Linked DNA regions of Anas platyrhynchos: region 2 is linked to region 1. Evidence: chromatin contacts called from public Hi-C data. All regions are on one chromosome and are shown on one strand. The core of a region is the stretch at or near the end of the contact, and the rest is flanking DNA. Distances in the headings are between cores, read along the strand shown.

The links. Hi-C and Micro-C count contacts between places; a contact is called where the count stands out from the background.
Region 2: a contact with region 1 is called in a Hi-C map of skeletal muscle, with 5 times the contacts expected there. The contact joins two enhancer-like sites. A contact is called at or near these places in 4 of 8 Hi-C or Micro-C datasets (F1 follicle, F5 follicle, liver and 1 more).

Annotation. Positions count from the first base shown.
Region 1 is chr4:5,654,366-5,661,002 of IASCAAS_PekinDuck_T2T, forward strand. LOC106018651 (a long non-coding RNA gene) reads right to left here. Exons shown (of 4, transcript XR_002404357.4): 4 at 3,937-5,303. Among named protein-coding and RNA genes, the nearest start is that of UGT8, 58 kb to the right of the region's middle. Within about 2 kb of position 5,181, at least 1 of the 8 cell types and tissues checked has an H3K27ac peak or open chromatin away from gene starts, as enhancers often do.
Region 2 is chr4:5,761,107-5,767,903 of IASCAAS_PekinDuck_T2T, forward strand. No RefSeq gene overlaps it. Among named protein-coding and RNA genes, the nearest start is that of ARSJ, 30 kb to the right of the region's middle. Within about 2 kb of position 5,190, at least 6 of the 8 cell types and tissues checked have an H3K27ac peak or open chromatin away from gene starts, as enhancers often do.

The sequences.
Region 1 (6,637 bases), core at 3,931-6,430:
GCAAAGGGCTGTGACCTGTGGGTCTGCGATGCCACAAGTCACCTGCTAGAGGCTCCAAGCAAAACACCACCCAAACTCCAACAGAGCTTGAAGTACCTCTTTCTAGACTACATCTGCAAGAACACATTTGCAGCAGACTGCCCCAAACGGACCGTGAGAACACCACCCCCCTGGAGGTGCTCACCCAGTAGCCGCAGGACATGCAAAAGCACAGAGAAAATAGCTGCAGTGTGCAAAATTGTGGTCATCTTGGGAGACCTGCCAAATTGCTGGGGCTTGGAGCTCCAGATTCATCCATCCTTAAGACCTTGGCTATAAGGTAGCTTCTGTGTCAGATAAAATCTATCCAATGACATTTTATTTGAGAAAGTGCCATCCATCCAGAGTAAATGAACCTTTTCTTTATAATCTATTTGGTTCATCTCCAAGATGTGGCAGAACACCTTGTACATGGGGATGTGACCAAAAACATCTTCCGTGTCAAAGCTTTCTTATTCCCTCCTGAGCTTCTGCTGTGAACACCACAAAGTCCCATTTCATGAGAAACATGAAATCTCTGGTTCACATTTGTATTTAATTATACATCAACTGTCTTTCTGACTTCTTCTTTTGTAAGAGAAGAGCGATTGAAATTGCTCCTGTAATGGAGAAGTGCAGTCTATTTACTTCTTTGTTGTAATCAGGAATTTGACAAAATATTTTTTCAAAGCCTTCAGCCAGTAAAATTATTTAGGCCATCAAGGTTTTGGCCAGGCAGCGTAAGGCAGACTATTTTCCTCACTTAGAGTAATGGCCGGAAAACCCTCCATGCATCATTATTTATTATACACCTCATTTACTTTGATGCAATGTTAATACTAGACCAAAGTTCAAAGCCTGTGCAAGTCACATTTTCTTACACAGGGAAAGCAAATTTTGCTGGGCTGAAGCATCAGGGAAGGTACCATACAACCCTGGCAGGAACAGACAGTGCGTGGACAAGCTTGAGATGTTCCCCCCAGGATGGTGTCTGTCCTCCTACATCCAGGCGGGTGTCCCCACTGCCGTGCATGTGGCTCTTCCCAAGCATCACCCAAACAGACGGGGAGCCCTTGCAGAAAGTTTCAAAAAAAAAAAAAAAAAAGCTGTTGAAGCACCGACTGCTGGGAGCTGGCAGGAGAAGCACTGACCATAACAGCCTCGTTTTCTGTCTGCTGTCCCCAGTTTTCTGCTACTGATTGCTCTCACTAGACAGGGCTGGGCAGAAATGTTGCCCGGCCTAGCTTGACAAGGTCTAGCTTTCTGCGTACACCAAGAGCCAGAAAAGAGCAGAATTACATTATTTTAATATATGCGACTGACTTCTCCGAACTGTGATCTGTCCTATTTATCTCTGTCCACTTCCATTCTGTACAGGCTGTCCCCTTGCCTTCCTTCATTTAAACCTTTGGGTCTTGATTTATCTGTTAACCAAACTATAGGTCATGAGCAACGTGGAGCATGATTGGTTTTGTTTTGTTTGTTTGCTTGTAGAATAAATAGAAAACAAACAAACAAACAAGCAAACAACACAATAGAAGATAATAATGAAAAGACTTGAAACTCACCTGTGCAGGGGCAAGCTACAGACATGCACCACATTACAGGCAAAAGACTCAGTAATGTTTGAGGCTGGGATGAGCAACTGACTCTAGCAGAAAACTGAGGAGAGTGGAGTCCCTCCTCTCATCATCACAGAAATGGAGAAAAAGAGAGCCTGAAAAGACTGCAAAAGGTCTCCCCGTCCATCCTTTTGCCCCAAACCAAGGTGAGTTGCACCTACAGCATTGCAGAAAGGTGCTTTGAACAGTCTACTACTGACACCAGAGCCCGGCAAGCCCGTGCAGTTCCTTGATGTCCTTGACATCTTTCCTGCTGCAAGTGCAGCCCATCATTCCTTGTCTGATCCCCATGGTTCACCCCGGGGGGTACCTCACATACAGGTAAAAGGCACTGCTGCATTTCCAGCTCCTCCTCCCCTTGCAAAGAGCAGCGAACCCACCCGTTTTCCCATGTGGAAAGTTTTGTCAGACCTTACATCATGCAACAGCAAAAGACTAAGGCCAAGCAAGGAGATAAAATGCTCCACAGCAAGACAAGGAGCGAATCTGAAAGCCAATCTATCAGAACAACTTGAGAAAATGGGGCACAATTCAATCTCACATCGCACATGTAGGATTACGCTGAGCTATGAGATTTGACATGTGTTGAGGAACGTTTTCTGCCTTGTATTTAAGAACAGCATATTTCATACATTTATCCTTCCTGAAGATGAAAAAGATGCTGTACTCTATATGTCATTTGGATAACATCTGTATTTCTTGAGGGCTTTTCTAAAGCAATACCAGACTTCTGTGCTCTTTAACCTCCTTCCTATAGCTTTTTTGTTTGTTTGTTGGCTTTTTGTCTTTGTCACAGAGGATTTCTTATCTATTTGGGTGTCTTCATAAATCGAACATGTACACAGCACTGGAACTCCAAGAAATGAAAGGCAAAATAACAAGGCTGCAAAACCATATGCTTAATTTCACAGTCCAGTTCCTCAGTATGGAAGATAGAAATGTCTCCCTCCTGCATCCTCCAGCCTCATAGGCCTCTCTTGTATTGCAATTTATACCCATCAAGCACTTGACATGCACTTTTACAGACTAAGCTTTCAGCCTGAAGCCTATTAAAATGCCAACTGACAATGCAAGATTTATTAAAAGTTTAAAAAAAAAAAAAAAAAAAAAAAGTCACCAATTGCCTGGCCCCACACAGATTCATTGCAGGTAACAAAAGTTTAGTAGCTGAGACTTAATACACACAGATACACACCTACACCCTTCTGAAGACTGACTTTGCTTCTGAAGGGTCACGATTTCACTTTTGTCATTCAGGAACATCTCCGCCGAGGTCAGCAGGACAATGCCGTGGCAGGAGAATTAGGCCCTGCATTTCTTCAAAGCTTTACATCCTCTCCCAAACACAGCGATAGATCTGCATGCTTGCAACTTGTGTCTTTGCATCGCACCATTGCTTTTCCAATATGATGTGTGCTGTGTTTTTTTTAGTTTTTTTTTTTGTTTTGAGTTAGAAACTAGCCCCTGGAACTTCAGGCTGTCCCTAGGATGTGTTTTAATCTTCTTTGCAATAATTTTCCCTTCGTAAGCAGTCACGTAGCGCAGTCTGATACGGGTAAACATCTCACTGTATTAATGAAGTTTGAAACAAAAAGCATTGCTAGACCAAAAGCATGCGACTGCAAACAAAATGAGGAGCAAACATGTCCTGGGGGGAAACTCATCTGCCACATGAATCGTCTCACAATAAACTGCACCGCTATGGCAGGATGGTTTGTGTATGGGTTAAATCAAAATAAGAACCTGGAATTAAAACCCTTCGCTCCTCTGATGGTCTGATTCATTTCTGCTGATAAAAGACCTGAGGTGCTGTTTAAGCTATAAAACCTGCAGTATCTTCCCCCACGTCGTGGATTTAAATGCATCTGAAATCTCAGAAGAATGATTAATCATGGCAAATTCTCCGCATTTTGCCTCAGAAAGAGAATCTGCCTAAATCCTGGCTGTTGAGATCCAGGCGTGGAGCACAGAGTGCTGCCCAAAACTGACAAAGCCCTGAAACGTAGCAGCCCCAGCTCTGGTTTGCCCAAATCCTGCAGCAGCAGCAGCAGCCAGCCTCCTGCAGCAGCAACCTCCTTGCTTCGCCCAGAATGCAGCCCGCAGAGACAGCGCAAACTCTGCCCCCTGTTAGCACCAGCTTCATCTGGCTTAACACTAGACTCACTAAACTATGGCAGAGGTTTTCCTCTGGTATAAAATAACAGAGCTTGAGGAGAGCATCTCTCAGAAATAAAACATTCCCAGGTACTTTATAATGAGCAAGATCCGGCCAAACGTATTTCCTCTTGAGCCTTTGAAGTATTGCTCACTTTTTTTTTCCCTTTTATAACTATTGCAGAATCCTTTTGGGTTAGATGATGAATGTCACAGAAAAGCCATTCAACAATGCCACCGATGCTTTGAACAACCTTCAAAAGCACCTTGAGGAGGTCAGTGTGTTAATTTATCAGGAGCAAAATATTATTTGCGATATACATTGACTTTCACTCCACAGCTCATTTGCATCTTTCCTGAGTAAGGGCATAGGGAAGAAATACACTGAAGCCTTGAAACAGCAACTGTCCTTCGGTGCTTAGCATGTGATTTTACACTGTACTCAATATAATCTACTCTATTTTTGCATCTGACAGCAAGGGAAAATACTTAGAGAAAACATGCTCATTTCTCAGCTAGGAAGCTGAGGAATTCCTCAACACACACAAAAAGATGAAGGTGGCAATACAGCTTGAAAACATGTGCCTTTGAGAGTGAGGATCCAGCATAATTAAGAGGAAAGATGCAACCTTTGGTACCTTAACACCAACCCTCAAAGGAGGCAGCACCACATCTAGCTGTTCTTCCTAAGGCTGAGAGAAACCGAGAACTTGCATTTGTGCATGTGTGCATGGACGTGACTCCCCTGTCCAAAAGAAATCTCTGCCTGGCTAAGTTTCTGTAGCACATTTCTTTGTCATGAGTAACCCCATTTGCCACTGCATTTACATCCAGATCTTCTTTTCTTCATATTTAAAATTGAAAGCCCTGCAGAGCTGTAGTAGATTAGTAAAACAAGGCCCCATCCTCAGCACAATACAAGGGCTGCAATTTCATCCCTGAGATTTGGCTGCTCCACTTGAATTGTGCTTTTGTGCTTCATGGCATCAACAGAAACATCCCCCTGAATTGCTGCCTTGTATTCGGTTTCAGACAGCACTCAGTATTATCCGGCTTTTAGCAAAACGGCATCTGTGAGCGTATCCCCAGTGCACTGGGAGGAAAAGCCTGGACGGGGCTGGAGGAGAGAGAAATATTTTCTATTTAATTTTGCAGGACCGGAGTCAGTGTTATTTAGACCTCAAACTTGCACGTCAGCAGCCATATCACTCGTCAGAAGCCACAAGATCAGGTACATCTCAGGTCAGCGTTGTCTGCCACAAGGTGCTGCAGGCTGATGCCAGCCGATTATTTCGGATGAAGCAGACTGGAAACTGGAGTGATACCGTAAGTTTATGCTACAGAAGGATGGTTGTGATTCATCCCTCTGGCCTGGAAGTTCACCCTGAGCTGTGATTACTCAGAAGCAAGTCCCGGTGAGGATTTCTCACAGGAGAAAAGGCTCCTTAGCTCTTTGGAGACGTGGCACCATCCCAGAAAACAGCAAGACTTGAAAACCACAGCTGGAGCCTGCAAGGTTTACAATCTCTTAGAAAAGAGGATTACTGCATATTCTGCTACAAATAAATATTATCCTTATCTTTCACCAGCCTTCAACTCCAAAGTCAGGCATATTAGCTGCGATGATTTTTGCATCTGACAGCAAAGGCCTAATTCTGCACACTGAGACTTGTAAAACCCAGTTAATGTCACGATGTGAAATTAGTGAGAAAACTAATCCCCTGTACCACAGCGGTCCATTGGCAGAAAGGTGATAATACATGGACATGATGAAGACAGAGAGCTCCACTTTAATAATTGCAGTTGTTCATTTGTATGATCTATACTGAATTTTATATTTATTTTAAAAGCATATCAACTCTACAGAAAACATTACTGGCCCTAAGTAAGCAGAATGAAGCACTCCCCATACACTGACCACAGGGATATCTCATCTGTCAGCAGCAAAACCAAAGCAGGGCCGTCTGCACACACACATCCCACGCTGGGACCCCGAAAACCTGCAGAGTGGGGCTCCAGCTTGGGGGGCAGGGGGTGAGCAAGAAGAGAGCAGGACACTGGCAAAGGGCTATGGGGGATAGCAGGGATGGGGATAGGGATAGTGATAGCAACAGGGATAGCTTACTGCAGCAGTGCTCAAATCCCAGCTGAACTATCTAATAATAATATATAGTAAAGGATATGTAATTACATATAATAAGAAATTCCTGCACATGAGGAAGTTCCAGCCTTTGGGGAGATGCTCGATGCTAGCAATGTAGTTTTGCTCCACATCATCATTATTATTTTTTTATTCATTTTATTTAATTAACGTGTGCTTTTTTCTTTTTTTTTTCATTTAACTTTTAAATTATGTATCGATGGATTATGCTATTTTTCTGTTGCATTTCGTTTCGGTCCCTTCTCCCGCCTGGTGCAGCCGGGGGTGCAGCAGAGGGGCCGGCCCCTGCCTTCCCCGCGCCCTCCCGCGGCGGCGACGCCAGGTGGCAGCGCAGCCCCGGCCACGGCCGCACACGGCTCGGGGGGGGGTGAAGAAAAAGAGAGAGAGAGAAAGAAAAGAAGAAAAAAAAAAGCCACAAACCGGCAATTCACGAATAAAAGCTTGCAATCGTTTAAAAGAAGTAACAGAGAGAAGCAAAGGTTCCGCTAGGAAATACATATGGGGACTGTTTCAGCACAATAGCGTTGTTTCTAATTTATTTCCAGCCCCAGAAATGTCCAGAAGTAGAGGGGGTAGGGGGGGAAGGAGAGGGGCCCCAGGGCTCCCCACAGCCATCCTGCTCCAGGGTGAAACCAAGAAGCATTCCCCTCTCCTAACTGTACCTAGAATCCTGGTCTGCACC
Region 2 (6,797 bases), core at 3,940-6,439, 110 kb after region 1:
TAGAATAATACAACTGCAAGGTCAGAGAATGAGACTCAGAGGTGTCAGGCTTCCCTGGGAGTGCAGTAATGGAAAGAGCTGTCTTAGGAAAGGGGAAAGGCAAAGCCAGGGCTGTGCAATGCACTAGAGCTGAAATAATTGTTGGCTAGGATAGGCCTGCTTGATTTCAGCTGAACTGTGTCTCGAGGAAGATGGCAGGACTCAGACTACATGCACAGCTGAGCTCACCTGAAACTCTGTTAGAGCTGCCTGTGATGGCTGTTATCAGGGAGAGGTGGCTGGGGGAAGGGGGGTGATGATGATGAAAACTAATCCGTACTTCTCATTTACAGACAGGTAAATCACAATTCTTCTGCTTTAGAATTCTTCACCCAAGCTTGATGTTGCAGGTTTGAGGACCTTGCAGTAAGGGATGTTATAACTGGATGCTGTTATAAGCCATAGCTTCACTTGATTTTAGGAGGACATGGCTCCCAGGTCAGCCATGAGCATATTGAGCTGCGGTATATGACTGCTCCTGTAGCGTCATAAGTACTTCAGGTGCTGTTGTCTTTGCAGATATTCAAGTAATATCTGCAGTCTAAAATCTGGCCAGGCAAAGTAAAACACTTGGGTTGCTGTAGCAGTGTTTGTACTTGATTGTAATCAAACACTTTGTTCCAGTCTTGTAGTTCCTACCCTCCTTGCAGTCATGGTAAGACAATCTGCAAAGGAGCTAGATTGTTCTTCATCATACACCTCCATACAGACTACACCTAGTAGTGTAAAAAGAAGAAAATAAGAGATTTCATAGAATGGTTTGGGTTGGAAGACACCCTAAGAGTCACCCAGTTCCAACCCCCTTGACATAGGCAGGGACACCTCCCACCAGACCAGGTTGCTCTCAGCCCTATCCAACCTGGCCTTCAACACTGCCAGGGATGTGGCATCCACGGGTTCTCTGGGCAACCTGTGCCAGTGCCTCACCACCCCCGAGTGACGAATTTGTTCCTTATATCTAATCTAAATCTACCTTTTTTTTTTTTTCTTTTTTCGTTTAAAACCATTTCCCCTTGCCCTATCACTCCACTCCCTGACAAGAAGTCCCTCCCCAGCTTTCTTGTAGGCCTGCCTTTTGGTACTGGAATGCCCCTGTAAGGTCTTCATGGAGCCTTCTCTTCTCCAGGCTGAATTTGTGACTTCGAGGGTGTAGCTACTACTTTCCTTGTCCCAGACTGAGCAGTGAGTCTGAGTCAAACCTGCATTCTGAGGGCCACCGAGAGTACCATTCTGTGGGGGCTTGGTAAAGTTCAAGGATCCAGATATGAAGGTTATATCACTCTCAGGTGGTGATAAATTTTGAGATGACTTTCGAAATGAATTCAGGATTCTAAAAATAAATAAATAAATAAAATGACAGTTTGAGATTCTTACAAATGTTTTGGAGAGAGTTCTTGGCTACCACACACATTAAAAAGATGTCAAAAGGCCCTAAATGTGTCATACTGAAAATGATCTGGAGATATACTCTGTAAGCCTTGCATGTTTTGTTTGTGTATTCTTTTTTTTTTTTTTTTATGTATTGTGAGATACTAGCTAAGTCCTAACCAGCACTGATTAAAAAATGAATAATTTTTGGTTTATTAACTTCTTGAACTCTTTAACAGAAATAAAATCCAGTGTTTGCATGGCTAGAGTAGAGTGCAAAAGACGTTTAGATGTAGAGCTTAGGGATATGGTTTAGTGGGGACTGTTAGTGTTAGGTTAGAGGTTGGACTCGATGATCTTGAGGTCTCTTCCAACCTAGAAATTCTGTGATTCTGTGTGTATTCTTAAGAAATGTACTGGGAGTGTGTACTTCATGATAAACTTGCTCGTCATTCAACTTGAAGTGTTTTTCCAGGACAGCATGCCTTGTCTTCTGAGATTTTACAAAATAGAAAGTACAATGCCAGAACTCATGATTATGAAACTCTAAATTGCGTGTCAAAGCAGACATGGACGTGGCAGTGTTGAAAAGGGACAAATACAAATCAGTAGGAAAAGCTGTGGGTAGGTGACATTCGTAAACAGTTATATCACCTTCATACACCAAAGAAAACGTAGGACAATTCTTAATATTGTATAATTGTGTTCTCAGTTTGAACCCTTCAGAGTTGTCTTGGGCCATGAGCAAATGTTGTGTTCAGGCAAACAAATTCATTGGAAATTCCTTTCCTCCCTAGCTCATTAACTACTGTCAACAATTGTGACACGTTGGTTGATTCACACCTACCTAAGTGGTTAGCCAAAAATAGTGGGAGCGGGGAGCTGTACAAAAAAGGTACGATAAACTTGATGCCTTCTGTGGACCAGATATTGTCATTCACAGCAATCATCGTCTGCTGTGCCAAAAGGTTTCCTTGGCTTTTGACCAAAAGCTGCTGAAATCAGTCTCCTGTGCCTTTTCTTTCATCTGCTTGGTTTGCTGAGCAGCTGTAGTACCAAGGAGACCCTTAATGCTCCGAACGTGGATAACGCTTTCATTTTTATTTTATATTTTCTTCTAGTGTTTATCTGTAAGGTAGCCAATGTGTAAGCACAAACTTCTCAAGAGTATGCAAATCTTATCAGGATGTAAATTAAGTGCTTGTGAGGAAGAATTGATTTTCTCTCTGCTTGTCTTAGATCTATTTCCTTGTGAATTAGGGAAGGTTTATTATGGCTTCAGAATCTCATTTCACAAGGAGGTAACGTGCCTGAGAAAGGACAGAACTCTTTGGCATTCACATTGCAGCACTGTCCTCATTCTGCAGAATCTATTTCCTTGAGCACAAACCAGTGCTGGCACTTAATGCAAAATGACATGGAGTGTCCGTGCTGGGTGCGTGTTGCAAACAACCCCAAGGTCCCAGGGTGCGTTCTGTTCTGCAGAGCCCGCCGGGTTGCCACAGGATCAGAACAACGGAGCATGCTTCTGATGTTAAAAGTTGACCAGTGGTCTCAATAACACCATTGTCAAACCAAATATGCTCGGGGAAAGCTGGCAATGTCATTTTTGCCCTGAGGAGTGGACTTTATATCCCCTCAGAAAGCAAGTTTTAGACGTAAGCCCCCGCACTGAGGCCGTAACCACCATGCTGTGGATGTAGGGGTGCCATCCCCATTGCTATTCTGATTCCACACAGATCCTATCCCTAGGAAAAAGAAATCAGTCCTGAATGTGTGGGGACCTCGGGCCAAGATCTCAAATAGTTTCAGACTGATTGCATTTGCATTTCCACACGCATGCTTGTGTGTGCATGCGCACACACGCAGGCTGTAGCTTGGATGCCTGTCATTCTTCTGCAGTTTGTTACAGTAGGCTGTAGGTGATGCTGACTCTCAGAGCCTGAAGAATGTCTTAGCAGCATGCATTCCCTCCGAGCCAGTCGGAGTGGGCATTTATAGGAATGCGTGCAGACCTCCTCCTCCACTTCGTCTTTCAGAGAATACACAATGTCTGTACTGGGGATAACTCGCATACTTAGGCACAGCTTGCCTTTTTTGTAAAGGGACCGATTATATTTCCAAAATTTGTCATTTCCTTTAGGAACATGAGCATATATGTTGTTTGATGTTTTGACAGGCTTTGGATATTTTCACAACTGTTGGTGACAGTATCTTTTTTTTTTTAAGCATTTTAAAATGCCTTTTAGTAGTGTTCGTTGCCAGAAATGGCTGCCCACTGCAGCATGTAGGCTGCATTTTTGTAACTTAAAAAAAAAAAAAAAAAAAGAGAGAGAGAAATTATTGACCAGAGCTGTAGGAGTAAAGCTCTAAGCTATTTAGGAATAACTGTTTATGAAAGATTTCTTTTGTTTACTAAAACAAATGTTATGTATCGTGGAGTTAGAGCTAACTGTTTAGGTCTACCGTATGAAAAATGAGGAGGTGTCCTGGCAAAGAGCTCTGTGTCGGTGTCCAGATTGGAGCAAATGAACTCCAAAAAATGTGAGTAGGCCACATGGTTATCTGAGGATTTGTTTTCATTTTTCTTAGTCCTTATATGTTGCTCTGTTGTCTGCATCATGTGATAAGATGTTCTTCTGTCAGCAGGATGAAATTTTCTGAACAGCTGACTTAATCACACATTTATTAGTTTGTTTGCTTCTTGAAGATGAGAGGATTAAGAAATTGTGGTGATAAGCACAGCAAGAGAGCCTGAATGGGTAAAATGGCAGGGAGAAAGGGAGGCAAAGGGTAAAGATAGATATTCCTGCCTGTTGCCCTGGGAAAAACCTTACCTTGGCAGTCTATATGCATACAATTCTACAGCAAATTTGAAGTTTCCTTTAGGACATCTGCCAATCTGCATATTTTACTGTGGTTTCTGCAGCTACACGGTTAATGTATTGCTGGATATAACCTTTGCTGTCACTCTAGCTGTCATTGTCTCATGGGGCTGGGGGGTATCTGTCATTGTCTTTCTTTTACTAACCCACTTACCCAATTTATTCTTAATGTCCCTTGACTGAAACCACCTGTGTCTTAAAAAAAAAAAAATACCTGGAGGAAGGTGCAGTGGTTTAACCCAGCCGGCAGCTAAACACCACACAGCCGTTCGCTCACCCTCCCCCCCTCTCTCTCTGGGATGGGGGAGAGAAATGGGAAAGTACAGCCTGTGAGTTGAGGTAAAGACAGTTTATTAAGACAGGAAAATAATAATAACAATAATAATAATAACAGTAATAACAACAATGATGATAATAGTACTACTACTACTAATGTGTACAAACAAGTGATGCACAATGCAATTGCTCACCACTCGCTGACCGATGCCCAGCCTAACCCCGAGCAGTCCGGCCCCCTCCCCCCGGCTAGCCACCCCTATATATTGTTTAGCATGACCCCAGATGGTATGGAATACCCCTTTGGCCAGTTTGGGTCACCTGTCCTGGGTCTGTCCCCTCCCAGCTCTTACTGCACCCCCAGCCTGCCCGTTGGCAGGACAGAGCAAAAGGCTGAGACGTCCTTGGCTTGGTGTAAGCACTGCTCTGCTACAATTAAAACATCGGGGTGTTATCAGCACTCTGCTCATCCTAAGCCAAAACATAGCATTCTACCAGCTACTGGGAAGAAAATTAACTCTGTCCTAACTGAAACCAGGACAAGAGGGATAGAAAGAAATAAAGAAATGCTCAGTGATGTTCCTCAGCATGCTGTGTGTGGACCTCTAAATGGTGACACAGGGACCTAGCAGTGTCACACACTGAATTGTGGTTTCTGCTGAACTGCTCATATTCTGGTGCTCCACTGCATTTCCAGACAAGGGCCAAGGCTTAACTAGCTGCGACTCGTTCTGAGTTCATACAGCACCATTGTTAAGGTAGTTTTGATAGGAACATATACAAGGTTTAGATCAGGTATTTTTTCTGATCTTTGGTGTTTTGACGACCTTGCTTAACAGTCTGGTAAGGTCATCCACTGCTTCTGCTGCATTGTGATGAACCGTACAACTTCCAATAACAAATCCCTTATTAAAGTAGATGTTAAGGAGATAAATACAGTTGTACTAACACTAGAGCAAACAATGCTTTGAAGTAAAATGCTACAATTATATTAAACGGTGTGTAATTTAGAATGCTATCACCCCTAGTTGGGAAGTCAATTTTACTGCAAATATTTTTTGAAGAAGCCAAATCATGTAACTTCAGATATAATAATAACTTCAAATATAAGTAGAGAGTGACTGAATAACAACCTATCACCCAGGATGGACATCCAAGTAAGAATTAAAAAGACCAAGGGACAGTGTTGGTGCTCTCAACCTTCTTATTTGTTCCCTGGCTATAACTTGCAATGGTACTAGCAGCCCAAGGAGGAGACAAGGCCATTCCCTAGTGGTACTGTGCAGCACCAGCTGCGCTCAGGCACCCAGCTCAGCCCTTGTTCGCATGGAGGTCACGGTGCAGAGCACGTAAGGAGGTCAGATTACAACACACCAGGGATGCAGGCAGGGTGTGCATCCAGTCTCTGGAATCTGCGAGCCCTACCGAGTTCCCTAATCTGGGTGATGCCATAGGAAAGGAATGACACCCCTCAAATATGGCACAGCTCAAGAAAACAAATTACTGTGCATTTAATGCAGCATGTGTTACTGACTAAGATCTTCCGTTGAAGATTTAACCCGCATGTATTTTCCTCTGGAAACAGCTGCTGGAAGTGCCAGAAATTTGCACGTGTCCTGTGGGTGTGCTTGTGTGTACCACAGGCTGGGATGCAGACCAACAAGTAATGGGCGGGGTGTTAGAAAGGTTGGTGACACTCACAGATGGCAGAAGGCAACATGTCACAGACCAGCCTGAGAATGGGGACAAATCATGCCCACCCAAGAAAAAAAAAAAAAAAGACTGGTTTATGAATGCATTAGAGAGCAGTAAAAGGAGCTAATACAGCAACATGATTCTCTGGCAGTGTTACAAAACATGTAATGAGCTATCCCAAGACTTGAGAAGCACTCTTATGTAGGAGGGAAAATTTTGACCTGCAACCATACCCCAGGAAATCATCATTCACTATTCCTGAAACAATACTGTTGAAAGAAGATTAAATCCTAAACTGCTAAGGGAGGGAAAGGGGGGGGGGGGGCACAACTTGGAGAAGCTCATTTTGTATACTTCTTGTCTATTTATTCTCTTATTTTAGGTCTGTTTAATATATATATATATTTATTTCTGGAAGGAAGAAGAATATGTGAATATCATATTAATCTCTACATTTTTGAATATATGCCAGTTTATACAGTATTTAAGAACAGGTTTGAACAGGAACCTTGAACGTTTGAGTTAGCTTTTTAA